Regions from separate parts of the Anser cygnoides genome. Here region 2 is linked to region 1. Evidence: chromatin contacts called from public Hi-C data. All regions are on one chromosome and are shown on one strand. The core of a region is the stretch at or near the end of the contact, and the rest is flanking DNA. Distances in the headings are between cores, read along the strand shown.

What was found. A called contact is a pair of places that touch in the nucleus more often than the background predicts.
Region 2: a Hi-C map of liver shows a contact between it and region 1, with 2.0 times the contacts expected there. The contact joins the enhancer-like site here to the promoter of RNF19A in region 1. A contact is called at or near these places in 2 of 7 Hi-C or Micro-C datasets (both in liver).

Annotation. Positions count from the first base shown.
Region 1 is chr2:141,529,928-141,537,359 of Taihu_goose_T2T_genome, reverse strand. It overlaps RNF19A (ring finger protein 19A, RBR E3 ubiquitin protein ligase), which reads left to right and starts at 4,612. Exons shown (of 11, transcript XM_066991234.1): 1 at 4,612-4,770.
Region 2 is chr2:141,593,148-141,599,895 of Taihu_goose_T2T_genome, reverse strand. It overlaps ANKRD46 (ankyrin repeat domain 46), which reads left to right. Exons shown (of 4, transcript XM_066990618.1): 3 at 588-746; 4 at 4,986-6,748. The coding sequence ends at 5,202. Among named protein-coding and RNA genes, the nearest start is that of ANKRD46, 16 kb to the left of the region's middle. Within about 2 kb of position 3,530, at least 2 of the 3 cell types and tissues checked have open chromatin away from gene starts, as enhancers often do. A contact at or near this core is called in liver, where this site is marked.

The DNA of each region.
Region 1 (7,432 bases), core at 3,363-5,862:
GTTCTCCATTTACAAGGCTCCAGCTTGTGCCCGTTACTCAGACAGAGCTTGCTGAAGTCAGTAGAACTAACCGTAGCAGACAATGTGGTATCAAGCCCTGGGAAAATATAGTCTTCTTTTTCAATTTCATAAGAGCTGGAAATTAGCTTACTTAATTATTTTAAAGAAATTTTCTTTCTTGGGGAAGGCATGTTCTGGGACCTGTAGTTCTAGGTATCTTAAATTTTCTATCCTTTTTTTATCTTTATTGACTACTACAGTAACTGATTCGAACAGATGATGTAACTGCACGATATATGAGGTGTTTGAAATGGCTATGGAAGCCTTCATCTTTAATGTTTTATGACATGCTGAGAATTTGGAAATTCTCTGCCTGCACATTATTTACTGGTATCTTGCCACTTTGTAGCTTGGATCAGTGAGAGCATCTACCTCATCTTGCTCTATCTGATACTAATCCATTCTCCTAGGCATTTTAAATGTGCTTCTTATTATAGCACTCCTGTATTTAAGTATCCTTTCATTTTATCTTCAGGTTAATTATACCTTTTGAGAAAATCCTAATTTGGATTTCTCCTGTTGTATATATTTTTTAATCTGCTCCACTCAATACAATTGATGACAATCAGCACGTGGCAAAAGATTTTTCACAGAGTCAACAGAAAACTGACAGAATTCAACACTTATTCCAGTTCCTGTGCACTTTGTATCTTGGCCATAATAATATATGATATATTTATCAGGTATATATTGACATTTATTAGTATTGCATATTTTTTCATGCCTTGTCTAAGGATATATTTTGCTATCAATGGATTTGGCAGATATTTTACTTTTTCAAAGGCTTTTGTCCTTTCTTCTTCAGGTACAAGTCAGAATACATTTCTACACTAAATTTTCTCCAATGGCAAAATTGATATAAATCCTCTGTGTTTCCCATGACGCTTGCTGTTGCTGCCACATCAATCTTCTGCCATGCTTTTTGTGCAAATACAGCCATTTGTGGGGTAACACTGCAAGACAGATTGGTAAAATGAGGGGTGCTAAAAATAAACTCACCAGAAAGAACACTTTTGGCAAGAGAGATTAGCTGGTAAATGTAGGAAAGTAGTGGGTCCTCAAACAGGGGGGGTTCTTCAGAACACGATGAAAGATCAGAGACACAAATGTGTTTGTCAGAAGAGGAAAGGCTGAGGATGTCTCTTTCTCCCTAAAAACAATGAACTGGAGACCAGATGATGGCAGAGCTGTAGGAAATACAAAATGATCTACATGAAAAAAAAAAAAAAAAGAAAAAAAAAAGAGAGATTGGCTTTGGAGATTTTATGTTTAAGATGTTGGAATATTCACTGAAAGATTTCAGAGAGAGTCAGATGTGGGATCAGACGGATGGAAACATTTAGCCATCATGTTTGATACTCTTCCAATATAAGTTAAAAGAACTGAACATAAACACTTGAAGTTCTGGCCCAGGATACAGTACCCTTTCATATGAGATATGAACCTATGCTGAGACCAGCAGTCCATACTAGCATAGATTATGAGAATATACTATATTAACAGGTTATCCATGTCACACCCATTCTCCATTCCCTACCACCGAGGGAAAAAGCACTTTTCTTTCTCAGTTCTGTCCACTCACCTCCTCTGTGCATGCTGATATGATTTCTGCCCTTCCACATTTGACAGTGTGCTGTGTGTGCTTATATCTTTTTAGGACGTACCAGCTGCTTCGTTTGGAGGGCAGTATTTTTGTATTCTGATATACTACTTTGTAGTTTTCTGCCAGCAGCTGTATTAAATACCCAGCTATCTAGACAGAATGTTTCAATCCTAGATGTTCTCCAGAAAGTGATTTGGAAAGACAGTCTTGTTTGTTTTCATAAATTTTGTATACTTCAAAAAATGCACTGTGCATGAGGTATTTCCTCTTTGTTAAAAGGTCTGGGCAGCCCCTTCTTTTCCTTAGTACCTCTTTGTCATCCTGTTCTATAATAAGAAGAAGAAAGCAAGCAAACACATAAATATATCCTCCCTATAAATCAAAACAAACCTCTGTTGTCTTTTGGATGTATTGCTTGTGCAGAAAAGATTCTCTTTCCTCCCTGTGCTTTCTGTATTTTGCTAATTGACTATTTTGAATGCTTCTGTCAAAAAGCACCTACTTAGCTGCAGGCTCTCTGGTGCAACGCTCTCAGGAGGGCAGCTGGCTGGAGGTTTCTGTTTTTTCCCTCATCGGCTTCAAGGAGAAACCATCTGACCGCCACAATGACCACTCTATCTCCCAGTGCAGAATTTTAAAACGCCTGGACTCTGCTCCCCTCCTGTTTTCCAGCATTAGCCAAGAGACCTCAGAATATTTTTACTGAATTGCTGAATCCCTCTGGACATTTAGAAACCAAGACATTACTGCATTACTTTGCTTTTGTCGTTGCTGTTTTTCCTTTTAGTGCAATTGACAATTGCACATTTGAGTTGGTAAAATGGTTTGCTGTTCCTGTCCCAGTCAAAATTTGCCTTATCATACTATTCTGTATGCTGTCTATTCCCCTCATTTTCTACCCCTCATTCATCTTGTCTTTCCTTTTTTCCCCTCATTTTATGGATGTCACTTCTCTACTTCATTTCTCTGTACCAAATGTAATACAAAAAAAGTGTGCAAGACTTTACCCAGCAAAGTTATATATAACATTTTTCTGCTTATGTTGTCGTGATGATACAGTGGCACTACTGACAAGCCTTTAAAGACACGTACATGTTTGCAATAGCAGAGCCCAAGTAACTCATCTTTCTACTAGCTTTCACAAGCAAAGAAGAAACTGCCATTTTTTGTACATAACAGCAAAACTCCAGCATAATTTTATTGTTGTTACCCTCATTTCCCACTTGCCCTCCCCATTTGTTTTAAGTGCCTATTCTGTTATTTCAGATTAAGTATCTCACCGTGGAATGACTTGGATCCACCCTTAATTTTAATCCACACTGGAAGCTGTCCTACTGACTTAAATAGATCTATGCACATAAATGAAGCTAAGTATATGTACAATCCTTTAGCAGACCATACATTGCAAATTCCATAGGAAAAGCATGGCACATTTTAGTCATTTTACAACATTTGCACATTAAATGCAGGTTGGATAATTGGTAACTATTTCCAGAGTTAAGCTTTTAGGTTTCAAACCAGCTTAATGGAAGCACCACTGTTCATCTATAAACAGGGGATAAACTCTGGTTCTGGAGAATTCAGAGTTGCCACTAGAAAGTATGAATGATTAACTGGAGAAAACAAAAGGCACAAGATTTAAGACCAATGTAATAACTACGTATGCAAATAATTCTTGCAGCACGCCAGAGGAGAGTGATTTGGAGTTGGCCCTGAAGTGGAGGTCAACAAAACGGAGGTCAACAAAAAAGACAGCTACGGTATTATTGCAGATAGGGAGTCCTGTGAGAAAAGTTGGGGGAGGTCAGCAGCAAAAGGAGAAAGGAACCCAAGAGAGGGGCAGCCCAGCACAGCAAGCATCCTTATAATAATAATCTATGATTATTCTCACCCTGGCACCCAGAAGCCAGAGGCTGACTGCAGTTATGCAAAGGGAGAACAGGGCTGCGCAATCAAAGCTGGGGGGCTCCTGGACAAAATTTTGGGGAGGGTTATCTTTCCAGTCGCCTGAATGTGAACTGGCAGCGTGCCCAGGTGGCCAAGAAGGCCAACGGCATCCTGGCTTGTATCAGGAATAACGTAGCCAGCAGGACCAGGGAGGTGATCCTCCACCTGTACTCAGCTCTGGTGAGGCCACACGTCGAGTACTGTGTTCAGTTTGGGGGCCCTCACTACAAGAAGGACATCGAGGCCCTGGAACGTGTCCAGAGAAAGGCTACAAAGCTGATGAAGGGCCTGGAACACAAGTCCTGTGAGGAGAGGCTGAGGGAGCTGGGGGTGTGCAGTCTGGGGAAGAGGAGGCTCAGGGGAGACCTTAGTGCTCTCTGCAGGTACCTGAAAGGAGGGTGTGGGGAGCTGGGGGTCGGCCTCTTCTCGCAGGTAACTAGTGGTAGGACTAGAGGGAATGGCCTCAAGTTGCGCCAGGGAAGGTTTAGGTTGGAAATTAGACATTTCTTCTCAGAAAGAGCAGTCAGGCACTGGGACAGGTTGCCCAGGGTGGTGGTAAAGTCTCTGTCCCTGGGGGTGTTCAAGGTTGGACGTGGTGCTTAGGGACATGGTTTAGTGGGTGACATTGGTGGTAGCATGATGGTTGTTGGACCAGGTGATCTTGAAGGTCTTTTCCAATCCTAATGATTCCATGATTCAGTGCCATACCATGCCATGAAAGCTCTGCTTGCTCATTTCCACAACCGCATCAGCCCTCAGCCGCCCGACCCCACCGAAACGCCTCAGCAGCTCGCTGTCCCCCGGCCACCTTTACCCGTTACCGAGTACCAAGCCCACGCAGTGTTAAATAATTATTTATTAAATAAAGGACGGCGGGAAGGCCCGGTGGGCGGGCACCCCCCGCACCCCACCGAGCCGGGGGCGGCGGGCGGCGACTGTGGCGACCGGGACCCGCCCCGAGGCGGCGCCGCCGCCGCCGCCATACGCGTGAGCTCAGCGCGTCGCGGAAACCGACGGCCCCGGCGCCGCCTCCCCTCGGCGGGCAGGGCCGGCCCCGGCAGCGCCGCCCCGTTCTCCCTCTCTCTCCCTCACACACAGAGACACGGACACGGGGAGACGCTTCCTGCGCCGGGCCGGCTTCCTCTGCCGCCGCCCCGCAGGTACTCGGCGGCGGGGAGGCGCCCCCCCCCCCCCCCACTCCGCCCCCGGTCCCCCGCCGGGGGCTGGCAGCCGCCGCCCTGAGCGTGGCGGAGGGGGGCGAAGGGGTTGGGGGGGGGGAGGTGGAGCGGAGCCGCCTCTGGGCGGGGGTGAGGGGCCCGGGGGGGGGTCCGGGGAGGGATGGAAGGGGGGGGCCGCTGCCCCTCGCATTGCTGGAGGGTGAAGTCATCGCGCCCATTGTCTCCCCCCCGGGCGGGGCGAGGGGCCTGTCCCGCCCCGAGGAGGAGGAGGAGGAAGATGGGGGGGGGGGTCCGGCCCGTGCCGCCCCCCAGCCCGAGGGGAGCCGCCGGGTGGGTTCCTCCTGGGGGGTGGTGGCGGTGCAAGGGGGGAGCCCCCCCGGGGAACTCCTGCGCTGGAACTTGCAGGGCAAAGCCCAGCCGGCCCTTCCCCGGCGCTTCTGCGGCCCTGCCGAGGAGAGGTGGCGGTGCCCGGGGGTGTTGGGACACTGGTTCCCCTCCTCGGAGGTGCGGGGGGGGGGGACAGGAGGTGGCACCGGGCCGGGTTTCCTTGCCCCCGTCCCCCTGCAGCAATGGGGGGTTGCACCTGGCAGCACGGCGTGCTGCGGGCGCGCCGGGGGAGGATGGGGGAAAAACGGGGAAAAATGGGGAAAAACGGGGAACGACCCATGGGAAGGGCAGCAGGAGGGTGTGGGGGGGCTCCTGGTGCCCCCTGGTGACCAGGAAAGCTCGGGGGGGGGGAGGCCAAGGGGCAGTGGGGAGAGGGCAGCCCCTGAGCAGAGGAATGGGCCGCCCGAGCCTCCCTGCCCCCGGGGTCGCCGGCTGGAAACGTGCCTGGGTTTCCCTGCGAGGAGCACAGCAAATCCTGGTTCTGGTAAAATACCGGAGCTGGCGTTGGAAGCGATTAGGGCTTTATCTCGGTTGTCATCGAGGACAGCAGTATTTTTTTTTTTTTTTTTTTTGAAAGGCAAAGGGCAGGTTGGGAAATGGAGCTTGCAGGATTTACTTCTGCAGAGGAGCCTCCTCATAAACTCATTTTAAAAAAAATACTTTCATAATTTTTACTTCAAAGCTGTTTTTCTTCCAATTTTTTTTAGAAAAAAAGTTTCATTTTTTGTCAGATAAAGGGCTGTATTTCCCTATCTGATGAGATGCTGTGGCGTTGTTGTTGCTCAGTGGAAAAGAAGGCTTTCGGTTCAACGTTCAGAGCGCACCGCGGTACAGACGCTGAGCTGCCCACTTCACGGAACTCGCTTGCATACGTAGAAATGATGGTTGTGCAACAGCACTTACTGCTTTCTGAAGTTTTACCATTATTTCACTTGTAAACATTTATATGCTTGCACTTGAAACTTTCAGAAAGCTGCGAAACCGCTTTGTTTTAATTGCACGTGAGCTAGACACATTTGGACCAGAAAATGAAAATGAAAGTTTTTTGCATAATGGCAATAATGCTGCTCTTCAAGTCAGCTCACTGAAAGGTTTACAGGAAACCTCTCTTCTATATGCGTGTTTCTTGAACCGTGCCAGAGTTCTAGCGGTGCTTTATAAAATTCAGCATCTGTAAAATGCTGAATTCTGACTCTTGTCTTTACCTCGTCAGCTAGTTTTCAGTTTGAGGACATCAGATCATAATTTCTACGAGGGGGAATTGAAATGCGTATATGCGGTTTTCTTCCATCCACTTCCCCTTAAATCCACCAGACAAACGATGCTTTTCTTATAGAGCAGTCATCAGATTGTATTTAATTACGCTTATTGAGGCTCAGGAGGAAGGAAGGCACTTGATAGATGTATTTGTTTACCTTCATAGTGTGTGTACAAATCCTTGTCTCTGCCTTAGTAAATGAATCATTAAAGCTCCCTTAGCCATGGGATTCCTAGTTAGCGTTAAGATATGCATTAGGACAACTCGTTTGGTGTGAATACTTTCAACTTGTGAAAGAGCACAAGTCCTTGAATTCTTTTGTCGGTTGGGTAGAGCCTTCTGATGGAAAATGGGCAAACTTTTTAAAATTATTCATTAACAGTGTCTTACTATTTAACATGGCAAAAACTTTAGACTTTGAATTTGTCAGGTGGGTAGGTAATTCTTCCTAACCTTTCCTTTTTTATTTTTTCCCTGTTTACGTGGGCTTTTTTGATCTTCACGTAGTCTTATTAAAAAGGTTCTTCACAAGGATAGCTTTTCTTCCTTTACGGTTGGATGCCTGAATCTTTTCAAAGGACTTCTGAATCCTGGTTTGGAAGTGTTAAGAAAGGTCTTTGAACTCTGAACTGCAGCTACGCTGTTCTGTGCCACAGTCTGATGGCTTTTAGCCAAGCTTGTGGTCTCTATTATGGGGTCAGTTTACTCTGGCCCATGGTCAGACATCCGTAATTAGCTTTGTGATTTGTTTTCTGAATTGTACCTAAACGCTGCATACCAGCTTAGTAGGAGAAGTTTTAATACCTGACTGGAACAAACTGATGGATACGTGTTTTAGGTTTTCCATTTCTTAGTGTGATTTCTGGCATGTAGCTGAGTTGTGAGTCAGTCGGATTCGTAGGGTCAGCAAATGTTCTATGAAGGACTAATAAAAATAGTCATTTTAACACTGGCTTATCCACAAGGAAGTTAATGTCACTTTTTCTTTTCTCTTTGCGT
Region 2 (6,748 bases), core at 2,281-4,780, 64 kb before region 1:
GAACCTTTGAGGTTTTTTTATCTGTTCCCTTCTCACTTGTCCCTCGTTAATGCTTTCAAGTCAGCAAAACTAGTTATTGGCAGACCAGATTCTTCATGGGCTGTGCTTTTTTTTCTTGCTTCGAGCAACTCTGGTGAAAATCCCTAGTCTGAATGCAGCTCTGGTCCTAGTCAGTATTTAAAAGTAGCAGAGGGACCATCTGTATTTTATTTCATTTTTGCCTCATGTCCTCATACCCACATGGAAAAAGGAGCTATGAAGAAACAGATTGCACAATTCCTTCTTGAAATCAAGCTTAATCTCCAACATTGCCATAAATCTACGCTTTTTGTTACAATACCCAGAGATTCCAATTAAATTAGAGTACTAGGAATTTTGATTGTATTTGGAGGAAAAGGAGTTGTGCTATTTCAAACCTAAATATACTGATATTCTTCTATAGTCAATTATGGTATAACTTTTATAGACGGGAATGACAGAAAATAGTTCTGGGTAGTAAATTTTACACTGTGTTATGTTGCCTTGTTACAAAATTCCTGTTTTAAGATTTTCTTTTCTTCTCGTGCCCATTGGTGGCATTACTTTAGCAATCACCAAGGTGCAACACCGCTTGTTCTTGCAAAACGAAGGGGTGTAAATAAAGATGTAATTAGGCTGCTGGAATCTTTAGAGGAGCAAGAGGTGAAAGGATTCAACAGAGGAGCTCACTCAAAGCTGGAAACGATGCAGACTGCTGAAAGTGAAAGGTATTTACAAAACAAAAAGAATTATTGGGGGAAATGATGTATGTGTATGATATATCTTTACTAATGTGCTTATTGCTCTTAGATTTTTATGATTCGACTTGCTCGTTTGTTCCTCAAAGCAGGTAATACCAAATTTGACCCGGTATTATCAGACCAAATCGAAATCAGATCTTAGAAATTGGAAAAATCTCTTTAGATAGGTCAAATGTAAGGGGAAAAAAAAGGACTTTTTCTAATTGAAATTCTCATTTTATGGTGATTTTTTTTAAAAAATAACTCATTTTCTGTTACAGACACAAAATATATATATATTCTACCATTTATCATGAACCCAAAGGGAAAATGGGGTGAAGTGAGAAATGCCAGTATCACACACTGGCCTAACATGCTTTCAGTAAGATGGATTGTCGATGCCAAGGAAGGACAGCAGATTTTTCATCTATCTGAACTTGAATAAATGGTTTGATATGGTGCTATTTATGAAATTTCTGTTGGTAGTAGTTTTGGAGAAGATGGAGAATAAAATAAGAATTTTGCGGTGGGTAAAGCAGTAGTTAAAGGAGAAGTGATGATTTAAGGAAAACTGTTAACAGTTTCAGGGAAAGTATTGGGTTTTTAGGGGAAGTTACTAATGGATTCCTAAAGGTCTGTTTGTGGAACTGGGCTAATTTAAAATTTTAACAAATGATACTGGCACAGAACGTAACATGTTAGTGATACTAAGAAGTGAGAGGAGGCTCCAGGGAGACCTCCTTGTGGCCTTTCAGTACTTAAAAGGGGGCTTTTAAAAAAGATGGAGAAAGACTTTTTACTCAAGTAGATAGTGATAGGACAAGGGGGAAGGGTTTTAAACTAAAAGAGGGGAGATTTAGATTAGATGTTGGAGGAATTCCTTGCTGAGAGGGTGGTGAGGCCCTGGCACAGGCTGCTCAGAGAAGCTGTGGCTGCCCCTGGAGGTGCTCAAGGCCAGGCTGGATGGGGCTTTGGGCAACCTGGTCTGGTGGGAGGTGTCCCTGCCCATGGCTGGGGGTTGGAATTAAATGATCCTTAAGGTCCCTTCCAACCCAAACCTTCCTGTGATTTGGACGAGAGAGAGTGCCTTGCAAGTTTCAGAGGAGACTGATTCTCTCACAGAAACCCTTGAATTGCCAGTGAGTATGACAGAACATGGGACTGAGATTAAACATGCAGCAGTACTTTCCAGTACTGCTTTTTTTTCATATATTTGAAACAGGACAGCAACATTGCTTTGAATACTTGCTCTCGTACTGAATTTATTTAAATTTATGATTTTTAATATTGTCTAGTAATGGTGATGAATTACAACTGCTGGGATTTTATATCAGAAAAGACAGGGAGTTCTGTATCGTCAGTTTTGTTCCATTTGCGTCAAAACGTGCGTAGCCTTCACTGTAGGGGAAAATAAAGCTATCTGGATGGAGTTGTTTTCTGAGTGGAGCAAACAGAAAAGTTGAAACCAACAAAATTACAGAAGTCATGCAGAATACTCCCTGAGAGCAGAGTGGAAGTTCTTTCCCACTCGTCAGAGAGACTGCTTTAAGCCCTGAAACACAAAATTTAATATTGTCAAAATGACGTTGGTGCAAAGTATTGGATGTTCTGCAGATTCTTCCTAACTTCCTAAATGTTACCGAGAGCCGTTTGTCACACGGACTGCCACACAAATACTCATGGACCAAGGCTCAGCCACATTAAAATTACACTTTTTGATTTGATGGTGTCCCTTTAATGAACGTAGCTTCCTTTCTGTTATTTGACCTTCATAAATGTTACATTGTTTAGCTTGGCAAGGAAGTCAGCAATTCTCCTTGGGGAGAGGCACAGACATATAAACAGTGCACTACCCAGCTTGTTTGTGAACATGTTTAAAATGTCTGAAATATATTATATTTAGAATAACAAATAACAGATGCCTACAGCAGCAAAAGCAAGTGAGCTTGTGTGCTGTTTGCTCTGTAAATAAATAATGCCTTTGTAGCAGTTGCCTTTTCAGACCTCCACAGTTTCACTCCTCCCTCTTTGTATTTTTTTTTCCACGTTTTAGCTAAATTTTGTTAAGATGAATGACTTTTGTCCTCCCTCCCCATGCTTTGCATTATATATGAACCCATGGAAAATAACAGTTACTCTTTCTCAAAACCATGAGCTTCACTTTGGAAGAACAGTGTCTGATTTAAGGTGTCTGCTTCTTATCTCATACGGTTGCTGCAGATCTGGAAGCAGAGGCCCAAAGTAGGTTCCAACTGAAATTTGTTTTCTCTGCCAGGAGGCAGAGCTCTCCCCCTGTGGCCCAGCACAGGTGACCTGGCCCTCTGCACAGCCCAGCGTGCCCGTGGCTGTGCCCACAGGTGCAGCCAAAGGTGAACTTCCATGTTACGTTGGGAACAGGAACATCCACCTGCACTGCGTGGCACAAATTCTTCTGTAGGATGCATTGCTGCGTTACCGTTTCTAAAGGAGATGTAATTCGTCATAAGGAAAAATGTCTTGAATACCATTTCTTTTAATTGGGTTGCTATATAAAATACCGAAGTGTTTTCTCTGTACCCTTTTCTATTTAATGAGCAAGCGTGTGACCTTTTCACTTAAATCACATTGCACCTTTATTTAACCTTTCTGTGGTTACGTATTAACTAGTTAGTACTTCATGAGTGAGTAGTGCTGTTTTCACCAGTGGCTGTCTTCTGTTAAACCCTTTGTTTTGCTTGGGAAATCATAATGTGCAAGGAAGATGACTAAATCCTGCAGCTATGGACAAGCTAAAATAGCTTTAGAGCAAAGTAAATATTTTAAAAGCAAAAAAGGCAAGCTGTTTAATAGGCAATTTCTGAAATTTTCTGCCCATGATGCTGCAATACTTCACTAAGCTATGGGAGTTCAGGCTAATTATTCATCTATGGCTGTACTTCCTAAGAAGAAAAAAGACATAGCATGAAATTTTTCTGCAGTGTAAGCTTAGAAGAGAGATTCATAACTGAGACCTTTTTCTAACACTCATTTGTCAATTATGGTCACCAAAACCAATAGCATTTATGCAATTAGTTTTGTTTTGCAAATTGGTTCTCCCTGTAATGTTTTCTTTTAATATTGCTGTAGGAGATGGCTAGGAATATGGTAACAGAAAGCAATTAAAAGGGGGGAAAAAATGTTTTTCTTTTCTGCTTACCTTCTGCTTTGACATCAGCGGGTACGCAGGCAGTTTCACCATTTCCTTTCTGTGCTTGTCAGAGCATGATCCTGTAAACACTTGTGTGTGCAGTCTCGCTCAAGCGAGAAGTAGTAGGGCTGTGCAGATGGCTTAAAATCTACATAACTGAAATCAAGTGATGAGAACATTTTCCTATTCTTACTGAGGTTTCTCATACACCAACAGAGAAATAGTTTCCTATTATAAACCGGTCGTGAAACCAGCAGAATGGAGAGGAGGATAGAAGGAGCCAAGTGGTATTTGAGGCAGCTTGGATTTTTTTCTAATGATGATTCATGGTCAATCTATCATTCTGATTTTTCTCACTTGAAAGTGAGAGTTTCAGTCCCTAATTTATAGTGTGACGATTTAAGGGGCCTGAAGGATTGAGAGTGGAATGTTAAGGCAGCAGAGCAGCTGCTGAGTGCCATGTGGCAAAGAAACTACAGCAACAGTAATTTAGCTCAACAATCAGAAAGTTTCTGATTTTTTATGTAAATGGATTGTTTTCTTTATTTTTAAGCTAGAGAAGAGGCCTCTAACAGAGAAATGCAGGAGAGTAATAAAGATCTTCACGTAGTTCAGAATCTAAATTATACCAGTCGTAGTTTCCATTTTGTTCAGCAGAGTTTACTTTTAAATTGTAATTTGTTTTTATTAACGAGAGCTCTGCCCCTTGAGGTTTTGTCTTATGCTCCATTAAATTTTACAAAGCCATGCTGAGCAGGTGTTATGCTGGCTGACTTCTGAAGGCTCCTAGGTGGCAAGCCTGTGAGCTCAGAGCAGTCGTACAGATACAAGTACCTCTCTCCTTACACCAGTTAATAAAACATCCTCTCAATTAACTTAGTTTAGAGATAGGAGTCTTTTCCTGATCTGCTTTGTCTTGATTTAGCCGAGGCAATGCTGTAAATCTGCAGGTGGGTTTAGTTTTTAATTTAGAGTGTTTCAGTTGCTCTGAGTAGGATTACTGTCATACTTAAAGGTGAATTCTTTTGCTCTGATGTATTTTTAACTTTAATCCTTTGTAGTGCAATGGAAAGCCATTCCCTCCTTAATCCAAACCTACAGCAAGGGGAAGGAGTTCTTTCCAGTTTCCGCACGACATGGCAAGAGTTTGTGGAAGACCTGGGCTTCTGGAGAGTGCTGCTCCTGATCATTGTCATTGCTCTGCTGTCTCTTGGAATAGCATACTACGTTAGTGGGGTGCTTCCTTTTGTAGAAAATCAGCCTGAACTGGTGCACTGAAGCAAATGAAAAGAAGCGCGCTGCTCTTTTCCCTGTTGTCGTCTTATTTTGAACATCTTGGAATTTTTCTCTTGGTGCAGGCAGTGGCAGCTGTGCATACTGTTTTCCTTTTATACTTAGCATTAACCCCGTTGAAAGAGGAATTAATTCATTTCAAGTAAAACACTAAATTCTAAAGCATTCCTAACCTACCTCTGACTTATCTCAACTTGCAAGCAAGATGTAAAGGTAATCCTCTCTGTTGATAAAATACTATGATTAGAAAAGGGTCTTTCATAAGGCACATTAAATTCTTGAGCATGAAAAATGTAACCTAGCACAGAACCAAGTTTGATTTGTAATCCATATGAAGAGAGGTAAATCTCTTCTTGCATAATTTCGTGTGCTTCAGTTGAAAAAAAAATACTCTCTTAAAGGTTCCCTAGAAATCGGAATAAAATAACAATGCATTCTGATATATAGACAGTAATAAGCTCTATGTTTGTAGTTGTTTTAGTGCCTCCCCCTAGTTTCATATCTGCTCGTTTATAAAAAGAATGAGAAATAGTTCAAATCTTATTACATCTTTAATGTATAGATCACTCCTTTATTTATTAGGTTAGCGTAGTGTTTCTTCCCCAGATTAAATTGATGTTGTTAATATCTGTCTGGAGTAATTTTTGTAGAACAAAGCTGGTTGTAGTGCTTTGGAAGTAAAATTGTTTCAGCCTCTAGGGTGAAAATTTTGCCTTTTTGCTGGAATATTACTAAGCAAACCTTTATTTGTAAGGGTGGATAAAAAGTGATGTAGGTGTTCTGCTCTGTATATACCAATTCTGTAAGACCATTGTCTTTGTGAAATATGTCATGAAGGATAACTCTTTTTCCTCCACAAGGACCACACTGAACCATGCGATTCTATCCTTTTCACATTTGTGGAAAGGACTTGATTGACTAGAATTCCTTTCTAGAATTCCTTTCTATTTCAATTGTTTTTAGACATCACTTAAACGTTTACAAAGTATTTTCTGAGTATGCAGAATAAAAATATTTAAAACGTTAATATTTAGGAATATTGTATGAAATGAGATCCTATCCCATTCTGTACTTAAGCTGTGAAATCCTTTATTTAACTTAGGGACATGTATCAGTTAAACACTCTTTTATGAAGGCTAGGATGGATGATAATACACAGTAGTTGTAGGTTTTTCAAATAAAGCGGATTCTCTCCTTCCAGGCTGATCAGATATCTAACTCCCTTAGTTGCCATTGCTTTGAAAATCCTCCAAAATTTGAATTCTGCAAAACTAATGATTTTTTTTTTTACCTAACAACTCCAAAATTGTTGCTAAATAGTATCGAACATTTACAAAATTATAAATTGCAACAAGTTTTGCTAGAATTAATTATATCTCTCTGTTCTGCTACCATGTGCATTTTTCTTTCTTGTGTATGGGTTTGAGTGAAGAGGATTGTTGTCTTTGTGTTGGTGTGTGACAGGGGCTTCACTAACGTGGGTCCCATTCTAAATTGCATCTGAATAATTCTGCATCTCATTTTTTAAGCT